Linked DNA regions of Sus scrofa: region 2 is linked to region 1. The links are chromatin contacts, called in public Hi-C maps. All regions are on one chromosome and are shown on one strand. The core of a region is the stretch at or near the end of the contact, and the rest is flanking DNA. Distances in the headings are between cores, read along the strand shown.

Region 1 (6,056 bases), core at 1,167-3,666:
AGCCACAGCAATGTCAGATCTGAGCCGCATCTGCGGCCTACACCACAGCTCACAGCAATGCTGGATCCTTAACCCACTGAGTGAGGCCAGGGATCAGACCCGCAACCTCATGGTTCCTAGTCCGATTCGTTTTCATTGCGCCACAACAAGAGCCCCTGTGAATAACATTTTGAATGAACATTTTAGTTTTCAGAGTAATAATTAATCCCGAGGTATGTTGGACTAATAGATTTACAGAGTAAGCAATAAAAACTCCTTTCGTCTACATAGTCCTTTTATTTGCTTTAAAAAAGAAGACTTTGAGGGCGTTCCCTGGTTGGTGCAGTGGTTTAGGAACCTGGCATTGTTCATTGCCGTGGCTTGGGTGACTGTTGTGGCTCTGGTTTGCTTCTTGGCCTGGGAACTTCCACATGCTGTGGGCTCACCGCCATCCCCCCGCCCCCTGCTGCTCAAAGAGAAGACTTTAAACTTAGTGAAAGGAAATCAGTTGCCTCTAAACGTACTGCTCTCATTCATCTGGGAAGGTCACTGTAATTTTGTTCTGCATAGATTTGTTTGCCATAGATCAGTAAAGAAGCTCAATTTGAACAGATTTTTTTTAGTGACGAGGGGACATTGAGGAGCTGCATTGGGAATAAAGAATGCTTTGTTCTGCAGATGCAGAAGCCAAGGCCTAGAGAGATTGTGGTGTGTCCTGAGTCACACAGAGTGAGCAGAGAAAGCCAAGACAAGACCCCTAGCTGCCCAACTCAGTTCTTTAATCCTGCCCTGATCCCAGGCTGCCTATAGAATTAGGACTTTTATACAGGCCAACTAAGTTTTTAGCCTTCCAAAACATTCTTTTATCACTTTAGTTATTTTTATAAGTATAAACTTTATCATCATCATAATTTTTTTTAATTCTAGGTATACTCAGCGTGCAGCTTTACTTTTTCAAAAATTCCTTCACCATACACCGTATCAAAACAGGTAAGAGCATTTCTTCTGTGGGTCAGAACCACATTGAACTCTTAGAATTCCCTTTCCTTCTTCTCCTTTTCTCATTTTTTCCCCACATTTAACAATTTGGGGACAGGTGTGCGAGGGAAACGTGGTCTCTAGTCTGGGTTGGAACACAAGATCCCTCATGAGCACTGTTAAGTAATTCTGTGGGGAAAAAATAAATTTAGAGAAAAGAGATTAATGCAGATCTTGGTCAGCGGGGGAGGCCATGTGGATGGACCTTGTGAGCAGAGTTTGAGGTGGATTCTGCAGGGTGGGCTGGACGTGTGTAACAGAATTTGAGGGAGAACTTGGCAGAGATTCTTGGCAGGGAAGACTTGATGGAGGGTTGAGAGATGGAGATAGGGCTGAGAGCAGCCAAGCAACTGAGCTGACATGGAGAGTTACATGCTCTCAGTGGCAAATAAAGCCTGGCAGTCGGGAAGCCCGAGTGGAGAGTTGCTGCTTTTTTTTTTTTTTTTTTTTTTTTAAGGTGCAAAGGAGTTGAAGAATGTGAAGGTTGTTAATACAACTTTGTTTTATTAGATTAATGGAAAGTGGAGTGGTCAGAGTGCTGGAGGATGTGGAAATTTCCAAGAGACTCATAAAAATAACCCCATTTACCAATTCCACATAGAAAAGTCTGGGCCGCTGCTGATCGAACTAAGAGGACCAAGGTCTGTGATAAGTAACTTTCTTAATGTTATATTTAAAATGAGTTTAGTGGAACAAAATAGGGTTTTGAAATACACACACCCACACACACACACATATATACACAGACACACACACACACACACACACACACACTCATGTGGACCTTCGATTTATGGGAAAGGTGGTCTTACAGAGGAATGAGGAAAGAACACTATTCAGTAAATGGTGCTGAAATAATTAATATCCATATACCAAAAAGGTGATGAGATCCCTGCTTCGCATCAAACCTAAAAATCAGCTGCAAGTGGATTAGTAATGTAGGAGATACTAACTTCAGGACCAGGAAAGATTTCTTAAGACTGAATGAGCAACACATTGAAAGATTTGTAAATACCCTACACTAGTAAGAAGAAAAGTCTACAGTTTTTAAAAAAAGAAAACCAAAAATAAACAAAAACTTGAACAGGTATATCATAAGAGAAATTATCCAAACAGCCAGTAAATTGTAAGAGGCAAAAATGTGAAATGTTCCTCAGTGGCATTTAAGATTATAACACAGGTGGATGTAGCAGTGAAAATAAATTACAGCTCCCCACAAGATGACAGGACAGTCTTAGGAATGATGCTGAGCGACAGAAGCTGCACCACAGAATATGAGATCCCACTGGCGTGCAGTTTTGAGCAGGTAAAACTAAACTACATGCACACTTAGGTAGTCAGACTACAGACAGAGCAGGAAAGCGACGACCAGACAGGTGAGCTCTGCCAGACAGGGGCTGTGATCAGAACAGCACAGAGGGACTTTGGCCCTGAAAGGGTTTTGTTGGTCAAGGTGGTAACTCAGGTGTTTGTTCACTTTACAAATCATTTGCTAAGCTGTGTGTTTGTTTTATGTGCATTGCATTATATTTCGCAATTGTAGAAGGTTTAAAAAATATAGGAAGCTATAGGTGTGGCCATAAAAACAAAATACAAGGAATACAGATTTTAAAAGTACTTGCTAGCTTCTAAATAAAACTAGCCTTAATTTTGCCTGCCTGTAAGTACAGACTATTTTGAAAGGAGCCACTAACCCTTTAAGTAAAACTAAGCTATTTTTCTAGACATTTAAAAAACCTTTAGGAGTTTCTGCTGTGGCACAGTGGGTTAAGGATTTGGCATTGCCGTAGCTGTGGCATAGGTTGTAGCTGAGGCTCGGATTCGATCCCTGGCCCAGGAACTTCCATATGCCACAGGTGTGGCCAAAATAAATAAATAAAAACTTTACTACCTTGATAGATGAGATAGGTACCTAATTACCCTTTTGTATTTAATTTCTAGGTAGATTGATCATGTAAAAATGTTTATCAACAACATGTGTTTTTTTGCTTTTCATACACCTGTTCATATCTTTTGCCCACTTTTCTGTTGGAATTGTCGTGTTTTTCTTTTCTTTTTTTCTTTTTTTTTTTCTTTCTAGGGCCGCACCTGTGGGATATGAAAGTTCCTAGGCTAGGAGTCAAATCAGAGCTGCAGCTGCTGGCCTACGCCACATCCATGGCAGCTGAGGATCCAAGCCGCATCTGTGACCTATGCTGCAGCTTGCAGCAACACCGGATCCTTAACCCACTGAGCGAGGCCATGGATGGAACCCATATGCTCAAAGACGCCATGGCAGGTTCTTAACCCACTGAGCCACAGTAGGAACTTCCATGTTTTTCTTAATTGTAAGCATCAGTAAGGGCATGTATGCAAGGGTATTAACTCCTTCATATATTTTAGGTCTTTTTCCCAGATTTTTTTTCTCACATAGAAAAAATTTTCATTTTAAAGTAATCAAATTTATTTCTTCTGGTTTATTTTGCTGTGGGCAGGAACTCTTGCTCTAATATCAAATTAATGTTCACACAGTCTGTCTTCTGGTCCTTTTATGGGTTTATTTTTTACCTTCTATTTTTAAAATCCATATGGAATGTATTCTATATTAGGTGTGAAATATAATTTAACAAATGTTTTTCTGAGTTTTGTCACTTTATCGGTATCCACATAAATAATCCTTACCCTGATTTGGAATGCCTGGTCTATCAAAGGCTATTTACTTCCATAAATTTAGATTTTATTTCCAGGTTTTCTCTTCCGTGCCACTTTTTCTGCCTAGTCTGGAATTCTATCATTTAAATTTAACATTTTTCTGTGGGAGTCTATGATAAAAATATAGTCTCTTCTAAGTAAGTTTAATAAAATATTAATCTTTATGGCTTCAGTTTAAAAATATAAATGGTGTCTTCTGCAATTAATTGAGTAAAAATAGTATGCATGTGTCTCGGAGTACTGCTTCCTCCTACTGAAGCTTCAGAAGCATATACTTAATTGAATAGTCCATCCGCACCTTAGGTATAGTTATTCTGGATATGTATTTGAGACCACCTAATAAACGGCAGTGATTCTGTTCTTTGTAACATCTAGGCAATACAGTGTTGGGTTTGAAGTTGTAACTGTTTCTGTGGTGGGAGACCCCGGTCCTCACGGCTTCCAGAGGAAATCTAGTGGTGACTACAGGTAAGATTGGCACTTTTATCTAATGTATACTTTACTTTCCATGGCATCACCTCCTACAAACCTTGTTCTGATTTTCCCTGAACACAGGTGTGGCTTTTGCTACCTGGAGCTGGAGAGCATCCCAGCTGGGATCTACAACATCATTCCCAGCACTTTTTTACCTAAACAAGAAGGACCCTTTTTCTTGGACTTTAATAGTGTTATCCCCATCAAGACAACACAACTGCAGTGATGAAGGAATCAGAGCAGTTGCTGAATTTTAAACTTGCCAAACATCAATCCTTCAAATGAGGACGCACACCTCTGGGACACTGAACAGTCAGAACAGGATGAAATCTCTCAAAATGTTCCTGTGGAATCTGGTGCTGAAATCAGGGTGTTTGGTGAGAACGGAGTGTAGTCACAGTTACCTGCAGTCACTTAGAAGTATCATTTATGCGGTTTTGTGTATACATGGAGTGGGCTTGCATTTAGGGCCACATTGTATAAAAAAATGGAGGCGATTAAAGATTAGACTCAGTCATGCACTGAGCTAGATGCCCTTGTGAAGAGGGAACTGAGACCAGACGAGGAGAGTGAGGGATGTAGCTCATTTGAGTGGAACAGGAGGCCAGGACTATAGTCTGAGATAGTTACACAATGTTCGTGTTTCGGGCAGGGCATGTTTAAAGGTGAGCCTGCTTGTGTTGTGGCTCTACTGTACACCCTGGGCATCTGGTCGCCAAACAAACCGTGTTCTTAACCAGAAGATTTTAATCCTGCACTATTTATGACTTTAAATGTTTATTGTTGCCCAGAGGTTATGAGGAATAAAGCTTTAAGAAAAAATACTAATTTAGCATGAAGAGGTTCATGCTCAGAGTAAAGGTTGTTGAAGTTGGCGCCCTGTCTCCCATTGAATCATGTAGAGAGAACTGAAGTGATTCATCAGTGCAGTTTTTACTTATCAGGTTGATGAAAGTAGTAGTCTGAGACATTGAAGACATTACAATTAAGTTTTTATAGTCTTTCTTTAATAGTTCTGTAGTTCAGTGCTCTTACGGTAACAGCACTTGAAAGAAAATACAATTGAGAATTTAATATATGGCGAGTGGGTTGCATTGGGAAAAAAAATGCCAAGATACTGTCATGTGTAAATTCCCAGTTGTTTACATAAAAATTCATCAGAGTAGAATGATGCTTAATATTTTAAAGATCTAAAAATGATTTCAGTGGCGTTTTTCATCATCTCTATTAAAAACTCCTTATTTTGTATTTCTATTACCTTTCATTGAAATAAAATGTTTGTTTATACTTACGGAAATTGCATAGTTTAACCTAGAGAAATTATTAAAGGACTTCCTTTGGTACATTCCATCTAAAGAGAAGTTATTACTGCAGGAAAATTCACATGTTCATGAAAAAAAAAAGGCTTCTTTTACATTCAGGGTGGTGTTAGATTGTTGCACTAATGAAATTTCACTTTGGTAAATATTTTTGGTGCTTTCACTTTTAGCATATTTTAGTGGATTTTCTGTGATTTTTCAAAAGAAAAGTCTAAAGCATAAGTATATTTATTATAACTATGACTTGAACCTTTTGTGTCAAAAGATCTTATATAGAATGCAAACTAAGACCTAACTCCTGCCCTCAAAAATCCAATGGAGACTTATATAAACAGTTTACTGTACTGTATGTAATGCTGACTTTTGTAACAGCTCTAAGTAGAGCCTACAACGTACGAGGAAGGGAAAGATTCATTTCGGCTGGACCAGTACAGAAAGAGTAGAATCAGCTGGGGAGCTTCTCAAAGTCCAGTGCCCAAGTGTATTGGAGTCACTTACTCAGCCTCTAGGGCTGAGGCCTAGGAGACTCAGAGGCCTCCAGCTTGAGCACCTCAT
Region 2 (6,056 bases), core at 2,607-5,106, 350 kb after region 1:
ATTCTTTATTACTTTTATTGGTGGTAGGTGTGGAATATTTTGTTTGGTTTTGTTTGTTTATTCATGGAAGAATGTCAAATGAGAAGTAAGTCTAGTTTGTTTGTTTGTTTTGCAAAGAAAAGGTAATGAAAACGTGTTCTGAGAGCAGAGTCAGTCATTTGTTACTTTGTCATGAAGTGTCACTTCGCATTGGTTACTCTTTGATGAAATAACCGGTCTTCATACTAGTTACTCTACTTGTGGCTTCTGATGTTATTTGGCAGCTCTTAATCTGGGTGAAGAGAATATCTGGGCAAACAGGTGATTTCTTAAGAGTTGCAAAATAATACCTGGAGAAGATATGCTCACCAAAGATTTAAAACAGGCAGCTCTACAGGTATGTGATGATAGCATGTTTTAATTTCAATAAACAAGGACACTAAAAATCCTTGTGATTATTTAAAAGCATAACACTAAATGAACCTGTAAGAAATGTTTTCATAGGCATGTTTTATCAAAAAGTGAAGTGTTTGGTTATTGAATGAGGAAATAGAGGGTTTTTTAAAGTTTTTTCCTTTTGGGGAGGCTGTACCTGAGGTGTATGGAAGTTCCTGGGCCTAGGGGTTGAATCAGAGCTCCAGCTGCCAGCCTATACCACAGCCACAGCAATGCTAGATCCAAGCCTCATCTGCGACCTACAGCTTGCTGCAATGCTGGATCCTTACCCACTGAGCTCCAAATTAGAGTTATTTGTGATGCATTATGAAATGGCTGAGCATAAAATAAAATTGGCTGAAATAAAAAACTGAAACTGCTTATCTTAAATACAAACAGAAACAAGCTAAAATAACCCAAAAGGAGGTCTATGTAGAAAACTGTTTTTAAAGCCAACGTTGGAGTTCCCGTTGTGGTTCAGTGGAAATGAACCGAACATGAGGTTTCAGGTTCGATTCCTGGCCTTGCTCAGTGGGTTAAGGATCCAGTATTGCCGTGAGCTGTGGTGTAGGTCGCAGACCCAGCTCGGATCTGGTGTTGCTGTGGCTCTTGCGTGGGCTGGCAGCTCTAGCTTGGATTAGACCCCTTTCCTGGGAACCTTCATGTGACACAGATGCGGCCCCTGGGGGGAAAAAAAAAAAAAGATAAAACCAACATTGAAAAATGTCCAGTAGGAAGTGTGCTATTGGAAATTTATCAATATAGAGTGAAGTGGTTCTTTGAATAAAACAGATGGGTGGAATATTCATTGGGGCTGGAGGGGCTGGAGGGTTGTATTCCTTGATTTTCACTCTAACTCCACCTTCTTGAAAAGAGGGGGGATTTTTGTCGTTATTTAGCTTTGATTGGAAGTGTCCTGGCTTTGGTGCATGATAGGAACTTCTGCAAGGCTAATTTTATTGTAATGAGAGCATAATGAGCAAAAGGTTACATTTGGACCCTGGAGATTCCCACCTTTCTTTGTCCACCTCCAGGACACTTGTCACCCCCAAATATGTCGTTTCCTGTCAGTCTGAAAGTTCCTGCTTGTCTGCACAAGGACCCCCACTGTTTACAAATTGCATGGTTTTATAGCCCATGCCCCCTTTTTTTTGCTCATATCTATCTGCCTGCTTCTAAGATTCCCCCCTCAATGAGTCTGGACTTTTAAAGTCTTTTAAGGGGCAAGGGTTAATGGTCCATCTTCTGAAACTTCTTCAGGCTGAGCACGGGCGTTGTCCCCACCTGTGGGTCCAGATCTCCTTGCTGTCTGTCAGAGACAGAGGTCTTGGGGTTGTTTGCAGTGGTGGAGGTGGAGGTAGGGAGTGGAGAGTAGGAGGAGGCAGCAGCCTTGTCCAGCCCATGTGGATGGTCTCCGTCTTCAGGTGAGATAAGTTGCATCCGTGATGCATTATCATTTAAAGTTGGAGTTTTTTGAAGCTCTGGAGTTTTTTCCCTTATGACTTAAGCTTTTGATACAGCTGCTATAATAAGGAGAAATTTGGAGTGTATCTGAGTATAATTATTGGTTATATTAGACATTAGGCCAGAAATGTTGTCTGATCCCTCTGTTGGCCTTTTCTTTTGTATTGTTAACTATTATTATATTTTGGTTGTGTTTTAGTTTTAGTTTCTAGTGACTAGGTTCTTCCTCTGGAGAATGACATTCCCCACATGTTGGGTATTAGCCGTCTGGGTGGTGTCTGTCACACAGCTGTGATCACTAACAATTAGAGTGTGATTATAGTATGTTTTACTGAGCCATCTTAATTTTTGTCCCCTGATGCTAAGACCAGTAAACAAAGGCCAGCTTTGTCTAAAAGCTGGAATACGCTTTCTTCTGATTTAGAAGAGGGTGTCTTTTCTAGAGAGTTTGGCCTCCAGTTGGTTCCTGCCCCAGTCCTTCCTTCCTTACTGTACTGCGTGGTAAAGGAGAACCCAGCAAATTTTTCTGTTAGCGAAAACTAGGTGAGGAGTCCTAGCAGGCGTGGGTCCTCTGGGGAGGCGCAGCTGGCAGGGGAAGATTCACCAGTCAGACGACTTAGTGACTTTGGGAGTGGCATTCATGGGGTCAGATAGTGGATGTTTGTAAGCTAGTGGACAAGGAGGACCATTAGGATGGGTGTGGTTAGAGGAGACACGACTTCATGAGAAGCAAACAAGAAGAGAAAAGGAGCGTTTACTGGAAAGGGGGGTTGTTGATGCCTGGAAGGGAAATTATTAGCCTCCTTTAAGGTGATTTTTATAGCAGTGACTTTTTCCCTGAGATTCCCTGATGCCAGACCTGTAGATCTATAAATTTTTTAATTTATGGGGGAATATTTTGGGCTGAACTGCCTGTGTCCTGTAGACCAGCCAAAAATATTCCTTGGTGTTGGTTTTCAGGGAGAGTAATAGTCACCCCCAAGGCTAAGAGAAAATCCCTTCCCAGTCATGGGCTGGGACATTCAGGCAGGGCAAGAAACTTGTGAGATATGAGTCACCAAAAACAAAAACAAAAAAAACAAAAAAACAAAAACAAACAAACAAAAAACACCTCTTTTCAAAGAATTTTTTTTTTTGACTGTACCTGTGACAAGTGGAAGTTCCCGGGCCAGAGATCGAATCCGTGCCACGGCAGTGACCCCTAGCCATAACAGTGACAATGCCAGATCCCTAACCCTCTTTGCCACCAGAGAACTCAAGTTAGGACATCTTTCAATGTTTGGTTATAAAGAAGCTCTCAGAAACTATTACAGTAATGTCAAGCGTACTGAAAGCCAACTTCAAGAGGCTACAACTGGCCAAGGATGAGTTTCAATGATGATAATAATTGCAATAGAAAGAAGCTCATGAAGTATGTTTAAATCCATGAGTTCATAGTATTTTGAAAAAAATTGACCACCTTCAGAAAATAATAGATAACCAGTTCCTTATCTTAAAAACTGATTTAATAAAGAATGGGAGATTTATCCTGCCTTTCCTTTAGGAACTGTACCATTAGATAACCAAATATTTAAAATAAAATGTCTCTTTATAAAAAATGCTCCATGGAGTTCCTTTTGTGGCTTAGCGGGTTAAGAACCCAACAGTCTCCATGAGGATGTGGGTTCGATCCCTGGCTTCGCTGAGTGGGTTAAGTATCGAGTGTTGCTGCAAGCTGCAGAGTAAGTCACAGTTGTGGCTTGGATCCTACGTTGCTGTGGCTGTGGCGTAGGCTGGCAGCTGCAGCTCTGATTTGACCCCTAGCCTGGGAACTTCCATATGCTGCAAGTGTGGCCCTAAAAAGAAAGGAAAAGAAAATTCCAATTAATAAATAAGAATGAAATGATAGAATACCAGAATTTTGCAATCCCCAATGAGTAGAAAACATTAAGGGTCAATGTTTCATGCTAAGGTCATGAAAAGAGAGTCAGACACAAGTCTCATGTTGAAAGAACACACTACCACTCAGTCCTGCCAAAGAGATGGAACCTGTGTCCAATCCAGTCTCTGGATCCAGCTGTCAATTTGCAAGAAATGCCAAGGAAAGAGGAAAGGTTTGAATCTCACTATGCAAGTGCAAGCAAAATCCATTCTGTTGGAAAATCTACAGGTCAAATGATCAGGCTTCTTCAACAGGCTGAAGTCCGGGTAATGGTTACTTGGTCGCTTATGGGAAGAGTTACCAGATTTAGAAAAAGAAACAAATGAAAACAGGACACCCTGTACTGTCAGTTAAATTTGCATTTCAGGTAAACAATAATTTTTTGACATATGTTCCAACATATTTGTTTAGCCAAAACCCAAGCTTAAATGGGCCTCCTGTATTTCACCTGGAAAAATTTAATTTTATTCAAGGGAGTTCCCATCGTGGTTCAGCAGAAATAAATCTGACTAGTATCCATGAGGACTCAAGTTCGATCCCTGGCCTTGCTCAGGGGATTAAGGATCCGCTGTTGCTATGAGCTGTGGTGTAGGTCACAGACATGGCTCGTATCTGGCATTGCTATGCCTATGGCGTAGGCCAGTGGCTACAGCTCTGATTCAACCCCTAGCCTGGAAACCTCCATGTGCCACAGGTGCGGCCCTAAAAAAAGACAAATAATAATAATTTTATTCAAGATGGTAATGCAGCTTACTCCCCAGCCTTCCTTGTAGTTAGGAGTGGACATAAGCCACATCATTGGCCAAAGCAGTTTAGATGGAGTAGGAACAGGGCTTTGGGGAAAGCTGATTCAACTAGCAGATGCCTCCAATTCCTCTTCCATGTGGCATGGTGTGGACTCAGAGAGTCCTCTTGGCAAACGCAAGGTGATCCTGAAGATGGTAGCTTTGAGCTGAAGACAAAGAGGCTGTAGAACTCCTACCTTTGTTAGGTTTTGTTATCAGAATTTCATCGCTTCCTTAGAAACACTTTTATTCTTTTACTCGGTCTTAGAATTCTTCTAGAACACTGAATAGCATTGGGATTCTCTACTCCCCCTTTATAGTTAGGAAGACTTTCTCTGGAAACTATCTGGGCCTGTTTTGAGAGTAGAGGATGGGAAAGGAATAGTGGTTGATAACTTCTTATTTCTTCTGGGATTGTTGGCTTGGTTTACTTTTTTCTTTTATCTGGAATAAGTACAGGTAAGATATACTTTCCTAGGAAATTATCCATTTTATCTAAAATTTCAAGTTTATCAGCATAGAATTGTGAGAGGAGATTCTTCATTATTCTTTTAATTTCTCCTGCATTTGTAGATACTTCCTTCTTATTATTACCCATTTTGTATATGTATTTTTTTTTATTTAGGTTAGCTGATGATTTATCTATGTTTGGGGTTTGGCAGTTATTTTGTTGTTTTTTTGTTTGTTTGTTTTGCTTTGCTTTTTAGGGCCACATCCGAGGCATATGGAAGTTCCTAGGCTAGGGATTGACTCAGGGGTACAGCTGCCAGCCTGCACCACAGCTCACAGCAACACTGGATCCCCAACTCACTGTGCAACACCAAGGACTGAATCCACATCCTCATGGATACTAGTCAGATTCCTTTTTGCTGCACCACAACGGGAACTCTGGGGTTTTGTTTTTCATTTTTGTTTTTTTTCCAAAGAACAATCTCTTGGGCTTATTTACCAGTTCTGTCATTTTCTGTTTTCTAATTTATTAACTTCTGCTTTTATTTCTTTTCACCTACTTTCCTGCGAAATACACTGCTCTTTCTCCCATTCCCACCCACATTTTTTTTTTGCTTGTTTTATAATTTCTGTGTTGTCAGGGTTGAAAACATTGGCATTGTGTTCTGTAAACATACTCTTCATATTTATTTTATACTTAAGGCTCATTGTCAGTTCTTTTGCCATATTTTTAAATCACCTCTTGGTTGAGAGTTTATCCTATGTGCATTTTTTCTAAGAAAGGTTGATAAAATAATATTCCCTTAGTTCCTGCATTTTCAAACCGATATCTCTTATTTTTATACTTCAAACACAGTTTGGCATAGTATAAAATTCCTGGTTCCTACTTTCTTTTCCAAAAGGGCTCTGTATAGGCTTTTACCAGCATTGATGTTATTGTGGCCAAGTCTGAGGACAGCCTGATTTTTTTTTTGCCCTTATAAATGCCCTTCATCTTTTTATATGGCCTCCCAAATGATTCA

What was found. Hi-C and Micro-C count contacts between places; a contact is called where the count stands out from the background.
Region 2: a contact with region 1 is called in a Hi-C map of liver, with 5 times the contacts expected there. The contact joins two enhancer-like sites. A contact is called at or near these places in 1 of 47 Hi-C or Micro-C datasets (liver) and 1 of 2 datasets of contacts at active chromatin or transcription factors (alveolar macrophages).

The regions. Positions count from the first base shown.
Region 1 is chr13:2,499,110-2,505,165 of Sscrofa11.1, forward strand. CAPN7 (calpain 7) reads left to right here. Exons shown (of 21, transcript NM_001097443.1): 18 at 907-969; 19 at 1,528-1,658; 20 at 4,084-4,176; 21 at 4,264-4,466. The coding sequence ends at 4,408. SH3BP5 (SH3 domain-binding protein 5) reads right to left here. Exons shown (of 9, transcript XM_003132063.5): 9 at 5,173-6,056. Among named protein-coding and RNA genes, the nearest start is that of CAPN7, 50 kb to the left of the region's middle. Within about 2 kb of position 2,417, at least 6 of the 83 cell types and tissues checked have an H3K27ac peak or open chromatin away from gene starts, as enhancers often do. A contact at or near this core is called in liver, where this site is marked.
Region 2 is chr13:2,843,290-2,849,345 of Sscrofa11.1, forward strand. The region is part of intron 1 of BTD (biotinidase); the gene reads left to right. Among named protein-coding and RNA genes, the nearest start is that of HACL1, 5.4 kb to the left of the region's middle. Within about 2 kb of position 3,857, at least 1 of the 83 cell types and tissues checked has an H3K27ac peak or open chromatin away from gene starts, as enhancers often do. A contact at or near this core is called in liver, where this site is marked.